Regions from separate parts of the Xenopus laevis genome. Here region 1 is linked to region 2. The links are chromatin contacts, called in public Hi-C maps. All regions are on one chromosome and are shown on one strand. The core of a region is the stretch at or near the end of the contact, and the rest is flanking DNA. Distances in the headings are between cores, read along the strand shown. Region 1 overlaps ephx1.L (epoxide hydrolase 1). Region 2 overlaps enah.L (ENAH, actin regulator L homeolog).

Region 1 (5,066 bases), core at 1,105-3,604, 150 kb after region 2:
TGGCACCGAACAGAGGCAGATGCTGTTTGAATTGAGATCAATTATTAATGAGATTATTGGGCAAAAAGCCAGATCAGTCAGTGAGCACAGCCAATACTGCACCTTTGTGTGTGTATGTGAGTAAAGCACTGCGTATCTTGACAGCGCTATATAAATAAATGATGATGATGTGAGTGTGTGTGGTTGTGAGTGAGTGAGTGTGTGGTTGTGAGTGAGTGTGAGTGAGTGCATGTACACAGAATCTCCCCCCAAATTGCCTCCTGCCAGAAATATAATTATTTTTTAATCTTCAGTACAACTTTACACTTTTGCACCCAGGAACCCCATGAAGTTTGTAGAGCAGCTCTGGAACCCCTGGAGTTGTAGAGCAGCTTTAGAACCCCTGGTGTTGTAGAGCAGCTTTGGAACCTCTGGTGTTGTAGAGCAGCCCTGGAACCCCTGGAGTTTGTAGAGCAGCTCTGGAACCCCAGTAGTTTGTAGAGCAGCTCTGGAACCCCTGGAGTTTGTAGAACAGCTCTGGAACCCCTGGAGTTTGTAGAGCAGCTCTGGAACCCCTGGAGTTTGTAGAACAGCTCTGGAACCCCTGGTGATAGCCACTGTACCCACTAACTCTCATTGCTGGGGCTCATTGCCTACTGTGTTGATATGTGTGTGTCCTCATGCAGTGTGTAACCCCCACTGGCTAGTACCTCACTTATAGGGACCCCTACCCTGACTTGACCTTTCTCTGGGACTTGCACCACCACATCCACATTTCACATTGAGAATCCAACCCAGCTTTTTATAACCCAGGGAAGTCTCCTGACTCCAATTTCAAGAACTATATCTCCCCTTTATGATGAACTTACATGAATATCTAGATGGTAAAATGGTCACCAAATGTTGCTGAAATTGGCCTTCAAGCTGAACCCCCACTAGAACTGCTCCAGTCCTTTCCAGGTCAGCCCTACAGTTTGGGAGCCAATGCTCTTGAGGCACCTTCTAATAGGGACTCTCACAGAGGGTGTCTTTTCTCTTCATTCTAAATCTCAACCAATTGAAGCTTCAAGCTGGGGATTCCAGGTGTATCTAGGTGAACAAATAGGCATTCTCTCCAAATCTTACCCTTTAGGCTGAGCCACCAGGCCAAGGCTCTTGACCACTATAGACAAGCGAGACCCACAGTTCTGGGAACTACCAGTTAGCTGCCCACATATGTGCCTAAAACCTGCCTTGAAAACACTGCAGTGTTACCAGCTTTTTTTCCTTTCTAACTGTCCTGCCCCCCCCCCTCTAGGCTGTGGCCTAAATAACTCCCCAGTTGGACTTGCTGCCTACATCCTGGAGAAGTTCTCTACATGGACCGACCCAGACTTCCGGGATCATGAAGATGGAGGACTTGAGAGGTAACCTAGTGGAGTCATGTCCTGGTGGTGTCATGTCCTTGCACTGGGTGTACCTTGGGTGGGGTGGGGGCAGAAGGGGATGTGTATTTGCAGTCATCATTGCATTGGGTTATGAGTAATATATAGAAATATGTCTGCCTCGCAGGAAGTTCTCATTGGATGACCTACTGACCAACGTCATGATCTACTGGCTGTCGGGCTCCATTGTTTCCTCTATGAGATTCTACAAGGAGGTAATTGGCAAGGGCGTCGGAACAGCCAAACATGACAAGTAAGGACAATAAGGCACAATCTTTTTTTACCCCCTTGTGTCTCCATCAGATTCCATGAAATATGGGACTAAAACATTGGACCCAAACTGGAACACTCTAGGCAACTTATAGGGGAGGAGCATGGTGACTTTAGTGGTGGGCTGGAGTAGAAGACTTTAGTGGCAGTTACAGGTTCTACGAGACATGAACTTTGGTGGTTTGAACTAGAGCAACATAATACAGGGAGTAGAATTGGGTTGGACTAGAATATACGGGGGTTGGAGCAGGGTATCTCGTCTGTAGCCGAAGCAGTGGGTGGGACTAGAACACTGGTAGAAGTTTACCGAGGGAGGGGCTGGAAAGTTCTGATGGCAACTTACATGATCTTAGCCATTTGAAAATTGATAAATCGTGGGCACCAAATATAGATCAATGGGAAATTTCAAATGCCCCAGTGTTAGCTCTGTCCCTGATACAATGGCTGCTGTTACTGTAATGAAAATATACTTGATTTCTGATGTCTCTGTTTTTCAGGGTGCCAGTGACAGTTCCCACAGGCATCGCCTCCTTCCCCAATGAGCTGGTGCACTGCCCTCCCTTCTGGGCCAAGCAGAAATACCTCAGTATTGTCTCCTTTAATTACATGCCCAGGGGCGGCCATTTTGCAGCCTTTGAGGAGCCGGAACTTCTGGCTAAGGACATCCAGCAGTTTGTAGGGAAAGTGCAGCGGAAATAGGTCTGATGTGTATATAGCCCATTCTGAGAAGCAGTGGGTCCATGTTCTGATAGTAGAGACAATCACAGCTTTATAGAATGTAACTAGGCCTGATCCAATAAATTACCCTTAGGGCTTCTCTATTTTCTACAGCTGAAATTGATACTTGCTCTGTACTGCCATGCTTTCTCATGTTAATGACTCTGTATTGATACTTGCTTACTGCATGCACTACTCACAGTTCCAGACCCGCCCCCTGACACCAGCTTGCTTTACTATATGCACTACTCACAGTTACAGCCCTGTCGTCTGACACCAGCTTGCTTTACTATATGCACTACTCACAGTTACAGCCCTGTCGTCTGACACCAGCTTGCTTTACTATATGCACTACTCACAGTTACAGCGCTGACACCAGCTTGCCTTACTACATGCACTACTCACAGTTGCAGCCCTGCACACTTGCCTTACTACATGCACTACTCACAGTAACAGCCCTGCCCCCTGACACCAGCTTGCCTTACTACATGCACTACTCACAGTAACAGCCCTGCACACTTGCCTTACTACATGCACTACTCACAGTAACAGCCCTGCCCCCTGACACCAGCTTGCCTTACTACATGCACTACTCACAGTTACAGCGCTGACACCAGCTTGCCTTACTACATGCACTACTCACAGTTGCAGCCCTGCACACTTGCCTTACTACATGCACTACTCACAGTAACAGCCCTGCCCCCTGACACCAGCTTGCCTTACTACATGCACTACTCACAGTTACAGACCCACCCCCTGACACCAGCTTGCCTTACTACATTCACTACTCACAGTCCCGTACCGACACCAGCTTGTTGTACAGGCCTCCCCCCCTCCACTGCAGTACTTCCTAGAAGAAATTAAAAAGCCCTTGTGCCCCCCAAGACATCACAAATGGAATCATTAAGGTGCAAAATTGATGTTAGAGGAAAGGGCCCCTAGATCCCTTCTGTGATGTCACTGGGCTTTGTGTCTGGTTGAACCGAGGGACCAACTCACAATTCCAAGTCTGCACCAAAGTTCAGTGCAACTCTGCACATTCCAGTGACTAATGAGCAATTAGTATTTTCTGTAGAGAGTTCCTTGTTGCTCCGTGTGCATCTCTCATAATGAAATAAAGGTTTGTATTGACAGCAACATGGTTGCGCTTATTGTCAGCTTGTTGTGTCAGGACTGGTTGGGGGGGGGGTGTCCGAAAGCTCATCATCTGCACCATCCCATAGAATACACAGAAGACAATTGTGCATACAGTATAAGTGTAGGTATTTAATTTACCCCATGTTTGGCACATTTCCCTAGTGCCTCCGTTTAGACTTTCTTGTCTATAAGATCTTGTTTTAACTTGGTTACCATTAATGACCTACAAGCCCCCTTGCTGGAATCAATCCTACACCCTAGCAATGATCAGCACTGTCCCACTGTATCTATAGTGTGTCCTTATAGTGTAAAAATGCTTTACAAACCCAGCTGACTGGCCTCCTCTAGTGGTAAGAGCAGGGAACTGCAGTCATTGTTTATGTCCCAGACAATAAACTGAATCAGACACTGAACTTTCCTCTTCAGAAGCAGCAGTGACACTTTATCCTGATCTCTGTCTGTCACCTGCCACCAAATACTGAGTCTAAAAGCAGAAATTGGAGACCGACCTGTGTAACCTTCTATCTGTCCTTTCTTTTTCTACTTATTTAAGTAATTGCCCCAGTGGCCTCAGAACTGTTTAGTGCACCTGTCCCTTATAACCTCTGACCCCCAGCACAGCCTGATATCCGCTAGTAATTTCTAATCCAGTGTAGCAGCTGTTACCCCATAGGGTACAATGGGATATCTAATAGGATAAATGCTACAAAAAATGCCTAATGATCACTGATTATAATGAATACAGAATCATATATCTGTGTTAGCACTGCTGTGGGATTAAAGGAATCTTATTTGATATGAGCATTAAATAAAATACTGTCTCCCTTCCCAGAGACTATTATCCCACTGTTACTATAGACACCATCTCTCCCTACTATACCTGCTATCCCACAGTCACACTCCCTTCCCAGAGACTATTATCCCACTGTTACTATAGGCATCATCTCTCCCTACTATACCTGCTATCCCACAGTCACACTCCCTTCCCAGAGACTATTATCTCACTGTTACTATAGGCACCATCTCTCCCTACTATACCTGCTATCCCACAGTCACACTCCCTTCCCAGAGACTATTATCCACTGTTACTATAGACACCATCTCTCCCTACTATACCTGCTATCCCACAGTCACACTCCCTTCCCAGAGACTATTATCCACTGTTCCTATAGACACCATCTCTCCCTACTATACCTGCTATCCCACAGTCACACTCCCTTCCCACAGACTATTGTCCCACTGTTACTATAGGCACCATCAGACTACATGAGTTGCTACTGTAAGTGCCCCTGTGCTGCTTGAATAGTTAAGTGATACATTTCTGACTCACTACTGATCATACAAAAATATAAGAGGTAGATATTGCCCATATTTAATAGCAATGTGAAAGGACAGATTATTATAATATCAGCCTCTTACTTTAAAGAATAAATTCCCTCCATCTATGATTTTCTGGTTTGCTACAGACATGGCACATAAAGAAGGGGCTCGGGTCTGACCACTGGTTCAGTTGAACAGAGCAGGAAATAATGTTTATTT
Region 2 (5,233 bases), core at 838-3,337:
TTAATATAACTGACCCAGCACAGAAAAACACCCATTGCCAAATTCTCTCGTAATTACGTTCTATTCCGACTTCCAAACAGCTGCCTGGTTGCCAGGGTAAGTTATACAACTTTGACGTGCACAACATCCATATATAAATGTAGCTAACGATACCCAGGATTTACAGGCAAGAAGTGTTGCTTTCTGTTATTTGGGTCTCCTATAACAGGAGGGGGTCACATCTTGGCCTGAGGAAATGCAGTGATTTTTAGATGTAAACTTTACAACCCCCACTAGAGAGCAGCAAAGGACAACGAACGTAGAGGGATTTGATGCACGTGTGGATCTGCTCGCTGTGTGTGTGTATGTATATATATATTTTCTTATAGATGGACCCGCAGTCCAAATTCATGTGACATAAAAGGTTTTTATTGATTCATCACTCGTGCAGATGAATCAATAAAAACCTTTTATGTCACATGAATTTGGAGTGCGGGTCCATCTATAGGAATTATACAATTGAATTTGACCCAGCACCCACATACAGACGTTGGAGTTCGAGTGCAGGTACATCTGGACTATCATCTGGACTATATATATATATAAAATATCAAAACAGGGGGGTTGTGGGAGCACTCTAAAGGCTTTAAAGTATATATATAAGTATAATAAATGCTATTGCATATGTACCCAAAATAGGGGTTATTTTGTTACAAAGTTATGATCATAAAACTGATAAGCCACCATACCACGTCAAGGTAAACCCCGAATGGCGGTCCCTAACTTGTTTTATATTTTATGTGCATTTTAGCATTACCTGTAATCAATGTCCGTTGAACGCTGTTTTTTCACTGAGGGCTATATCTATCTATCTATCTATCTATCTATCTATCTATCTATCTATCTATCTATCTATCTATCTATCTATCTATCTATATAGATAGATATATATATATACTGGACTATATATATATATATATAACTATATATATATATACTGGACTATATATATATATATATAACTATATATATATATACTGGACTATATATATATATATAACTATATATATATATACTGGACTATATATATATACACTGGACTATATATATATATATATATATATATATATATATATATATATATATATATATATATATATATATATATATATATATATATATATATATATATATATAACTCTATCTCTATCTCTATCTCTCTCTCTATCTCTCTCTCTATCTCTCTCTCTATCTCTCTCTCTATCTCTCTCTCTATATATCTCTCTATCTATATATCTCTCTCTCTATCTCTCTATCTCTCTATCTCTCTATCTCTCTATCTCTCTATCTCTCTATCTCTCTATCTCTCTATCTATATATATTCAATGGTGGAGTCGGCACTCACGTCACAAAGTTCACGGATGCCTGGGTGCAGTGTCCAAAATCAGATTAAATATTATACAAAAAAGGTCCGCACTTTTATTCACATAGGAGACTGACGTTTCGACCTCTTCAGAGGCCTTTCTCAAATATATATAGTATATATATATAGTAGTCTGAAAGCCGGCACTGCACGTCTACAGGTAAACGTTGCCTGGGTGCGAAAAGCCCAAAAATTAAGTAAAGAGATGAAGAAGCTCGCACTCACAGGGCTTATCAAGTCAAAAAAGTGTTTAATTGAATCAAAAATCGACTAACGTTTCGGCTTGCACTCAAGCCTTTCTCAAAGTGAACCCTTACAACCCGCGGCCATGGGAGAGGAAGATCTGTAGTAAGATCCACTATTGGTACCGCAGTTCATGACATATTTAAACATTACCTTTACAAGTCGGGGGACATGGAGTTGCCGTAAACGTATCATTATTACTGATGGACTAATGAATATGACCCCCATACACCCCTTGATGAACCCTTTGACCCCACACAACCCCCAAGTGGACACAGAGTTTGCTACGCTGCATTTCGGATCGGTAATTCCGACACATGCGTGCGGGTCGCTAGAAGACAATCCTACAGCATCGCAACTGGCCCTGCGTGAGACTGACAACTGGGAGCGGCGTCACACACTGCCACCGCAGTCATCGGCTATGTGAGACGAAGCGCAACAACTAGCGCAGTCAATCCAATAGAGCAGGAGACCTTTGGGAGCTCGGGCTTCGACTGCGCCCGTTGAGGTACATGGAGCTACCAGCGAGAAACCCCTTCAGCAGGCGGGTAACCGTTATTTTCTTATTTGACACCGCTGCTAAAATAATGTGATTTTACTTAAACTGTTGTCATTAGACTGCACTACGTAGACGCGCATCCGGAGTTATACTGAGAACGAACCCGGGTCATCGCTATACATTGTTGCAAATTTGTTACCAATGTTACGCTGCTATTATAACTATGCTTTTTTGAACAGATCACTCTTTATATGTAACTGTTACACTGTCTCATTGTTGTGTTGATGTGTTCTCCCTAATGGAAAATCCCCAATTAACGTCACTGTGACGTCACACCACACTGATTTCCGCCACTTTTGGGTTTAAATGTTTGGTGAGTGTTTATATATTCACTTTGAGAAAGGCTTGAGTGCAAGCCGAAACGTTAGTTGATTTTTGATTCAATTAAACACTTTTTTGACTTGATAAGCCCTGTGAGTGCGAGCTTCTTCATTTCTTTTCTATCTATCTATCTATCTATCTATCTATCTATATATATACACACACAAAGGTCTTAGACCCAGACTGAAATGTTGACCTGATCTATTTTAAGAAATGCATTAAATAAAATTCACTATTTTTTAATATCTTTTAAATCCTGGTGTGCATCTGTTTTTCAAGTAATTTGTTTATGGAAGCACCTATGGATAGCACCTGGGTTATTGTTTGATACACATTGTGCTGGAAATAACTGTTGGACTATAATTATATATATAAATAAATAAAAAACTACTGGATAGGTGCACTCAGAAAACAAACGAAACGACTAGGTGCTGGAACATATATCAAAATCTATAGAGCAAAGAAATCCACACTCATAGGTCTTTTGTGAAAAAAAAAAAAATGGGTTTATTCAACGTTTCGGCTCTTAGACTCGAGCCGTCATTATATATATATATATATATCAAACATACATACATACATACGATAAGAAACCTAGCCAAAAGCCTTTGCTTGGACCCGAAAGTCGCGAAAAGAGCCTAAAGCCTCGGATTAGACCAGAAGAAGAGGAGAATAAAGAAGATCTTTAAACGTAAGTTCCATTTTAACTTTTATGGGGGACGAGGAACACAAATGATTTTGTTTTTATTTTTTTTAACTTGTAGGGGAGTCTGACTGCCAATTTTTTTTTTAAAACTTTTATGGGGGGCCCTGGCTTCAATTGTTTTTTTTTATATTATATATATATATATATTTATAGGGTGACCCTGATCACCAATGATTTTTTTTTTTAACTTGTAGGTGGGCCTGGCAGCCAATGTTTTTATTTTTGTATTTTTCAGTGTGGTGTGAGTGGGATCTGGGGTGGGTATGGAGGGGGCAGGCTGGGGTGGGTGTCTTCCAGGGGGCCCAGAACATTTTGTTGTATGGGGCCTCGTGATTTCTGATGGCAGCAATGGTCATACATAAGGAAACCGCTCCTTCGTTAGGCAGTCTTGCAATGCTAGATTCCATTCAGCGCTACAATGCAGCACATAGCAAGGAATATCCAATAAAAAAAAACAGAAGCAGATATTGAAGCCCCCCTTTATGCCTGGGACAGAGCAGCAACAGGCAACATTCAGGGCTTGATGTTCTGCAAAACTACACTGCCACTAGCTCTTACGCTCCAGCACTTCTGGAATGTCCAAACAGCTCATTTATACCTGCACGAGCGTTGCCATATTGCTTGGCCCAAGTGCATCTGGGCTGGGAATTCCATTAAAACAAACTAATAAGTAACTACCGATATCATCAAGCAGGTGCTGTCAGCAATGGATTAAATCAAACAGCAGCTAAAACCGTTATACAAAAAGAAAAAACAATGACAATTGAATCATAAGGAGACAAGCAGTGAGAGAATACTCAAGAGAAACAGCAGAAAATGAGCAGTAACTATTCCTGGACACAAGAGGGCGCTGTTACAGCTGTGAATCTGTCTGGTGTGAAACTGCAACTCTGCACGCTGAACTGGGAGCAAATCACAACGTTTATTTTTTCTTTTCATCTTGTCCTCAAAAAACCTCAAAAAGACTATGCAGTCAAATATCCTCACTCCTAGTTCAATACAGTCGGGTGCTCAGCCTGGGGGTTATCGGCACCCCAGCGACTCCAAGGACACACAAAACAATCCAATGTGGGATCTCTACTGCGTTTATTGAGCCACATACTAATCACAGATGAAATAAATGTAGGGGGAGATCCCCACACTGCATGTTACGTGTGCCAGTCAATATTGCAAATAAATCGGAGCATGCCAGCAGTAGGACCGCTCCATTAATGTGCTCATTAAATAAGCTAAAACCGAGCAGCTCCTCTGTGGGTTACCCCACGTGAAATCCCAACAAGAAACATTCCCGATCCTAGCTCTGGATTCCTCATTGGAACAATAAAATATTAAAGGAGAACTAAACCCTAAAACTAAATGTGGCTAAAAATGCCATATTTTATATAGTGAACTTATTGCACGAGGCTAAAGTTTCAGCTTGTCAATAGCAGCAATGATCCAGGACTTCAAACTTGTCACAGGGGGTCACCATCTTGGAAAGTGTCTGTGACACTCACATGCTCAGTGGGCTCCGAGCAGCTGTTGAGAAGCTAAGCTTAGGGCTCGTCACTAATTATCCAGCAGAAAATGAGATTGGTCTGTAATATAAGCTGATGCTACAGGGCTGATTATTAAATTCTGATGCTAATTGCACTGGTTTCTGTGCTGCCATGTAGTAATTATCTGTATTAATGACTAATCAGCCTTATATTGTGACATTTCTATTCTATGTGTACTGTATATTGTGAGTGGGTCCCTAAGCTCAGTAAGTGACAGCAGCACAGAGCATGTGCAGTGAATCAGCAGAAAAGAAGATGGGGAGCTACTGGGGCATCTTTGGAGAGACAGATATTTACTGCTAAAGGGCTGTGGTTGCCTTGGGCTGGTACAGAAGCACAAAACATTTCTAGCTAATCCTTTAGTTAAGCTTTAGTTCTCCTTTAAAGGAGAACTAACCCCTCTCCCAGTAACAAAAGCCCTCCTCCCCTCACTGTGCATTAGTCAAAAAAATGCCCCTGAAAGT

What was found. Hi-C and Micro-C count contacts between places; a contact is called where the count stands out from the background.
Region 1: a contact with region 2 is called in a Hi-C map of animal cap, with 5 times the contacts expected there. The contact joins two enhancer-like sites. A contact is called at or near these places in 3 of 4 Hi-C or Micro-C datasets (the XL177 cell line, the XTC cell line and animal cap).

What each region holds. Positions count from the first base shown.
Region 1 is chr5L:17,797,072-17,802,137 of Xenopus_laevis_v10.1, forward strand. It overlaps ephx1.L (epoxide hydrolase 1), which reads left to right. Exons shown (of 9, transcript XM_018261834.2): 7 at 1,277-1,385; 8 at 1,531-1,656; 9 at 2,171-3,527. The coding sequence ends at 2,372. Among protein-coding and RNA genes, the nearest start is that of ephx1.L, 20 kb to the left of the region's middle. Within about 2 kb of position 2,355, at least 1 of the 7 cell types and tissues checked has an H3K27ac peak or open chromatin away from gene starts, as enhancers often do.
Region 2 is chr5L:17,647,879-17,653,111 of Xenopus_laevis_v10.1, forward strand. All of the region lies in intron 3 of enah.L (ENAH, actin regulator L homeolog), which reads right to left. Among protein-coding and RNA genes, the nearest start is that of enah.L, 50 kb to the right of the region's middle. Within about 2 kb of position 2,088, at least 1 of the 7 cell types and tissues checked has an H3K27ac peak or open chromatin away from gene starts, as enhancers often do.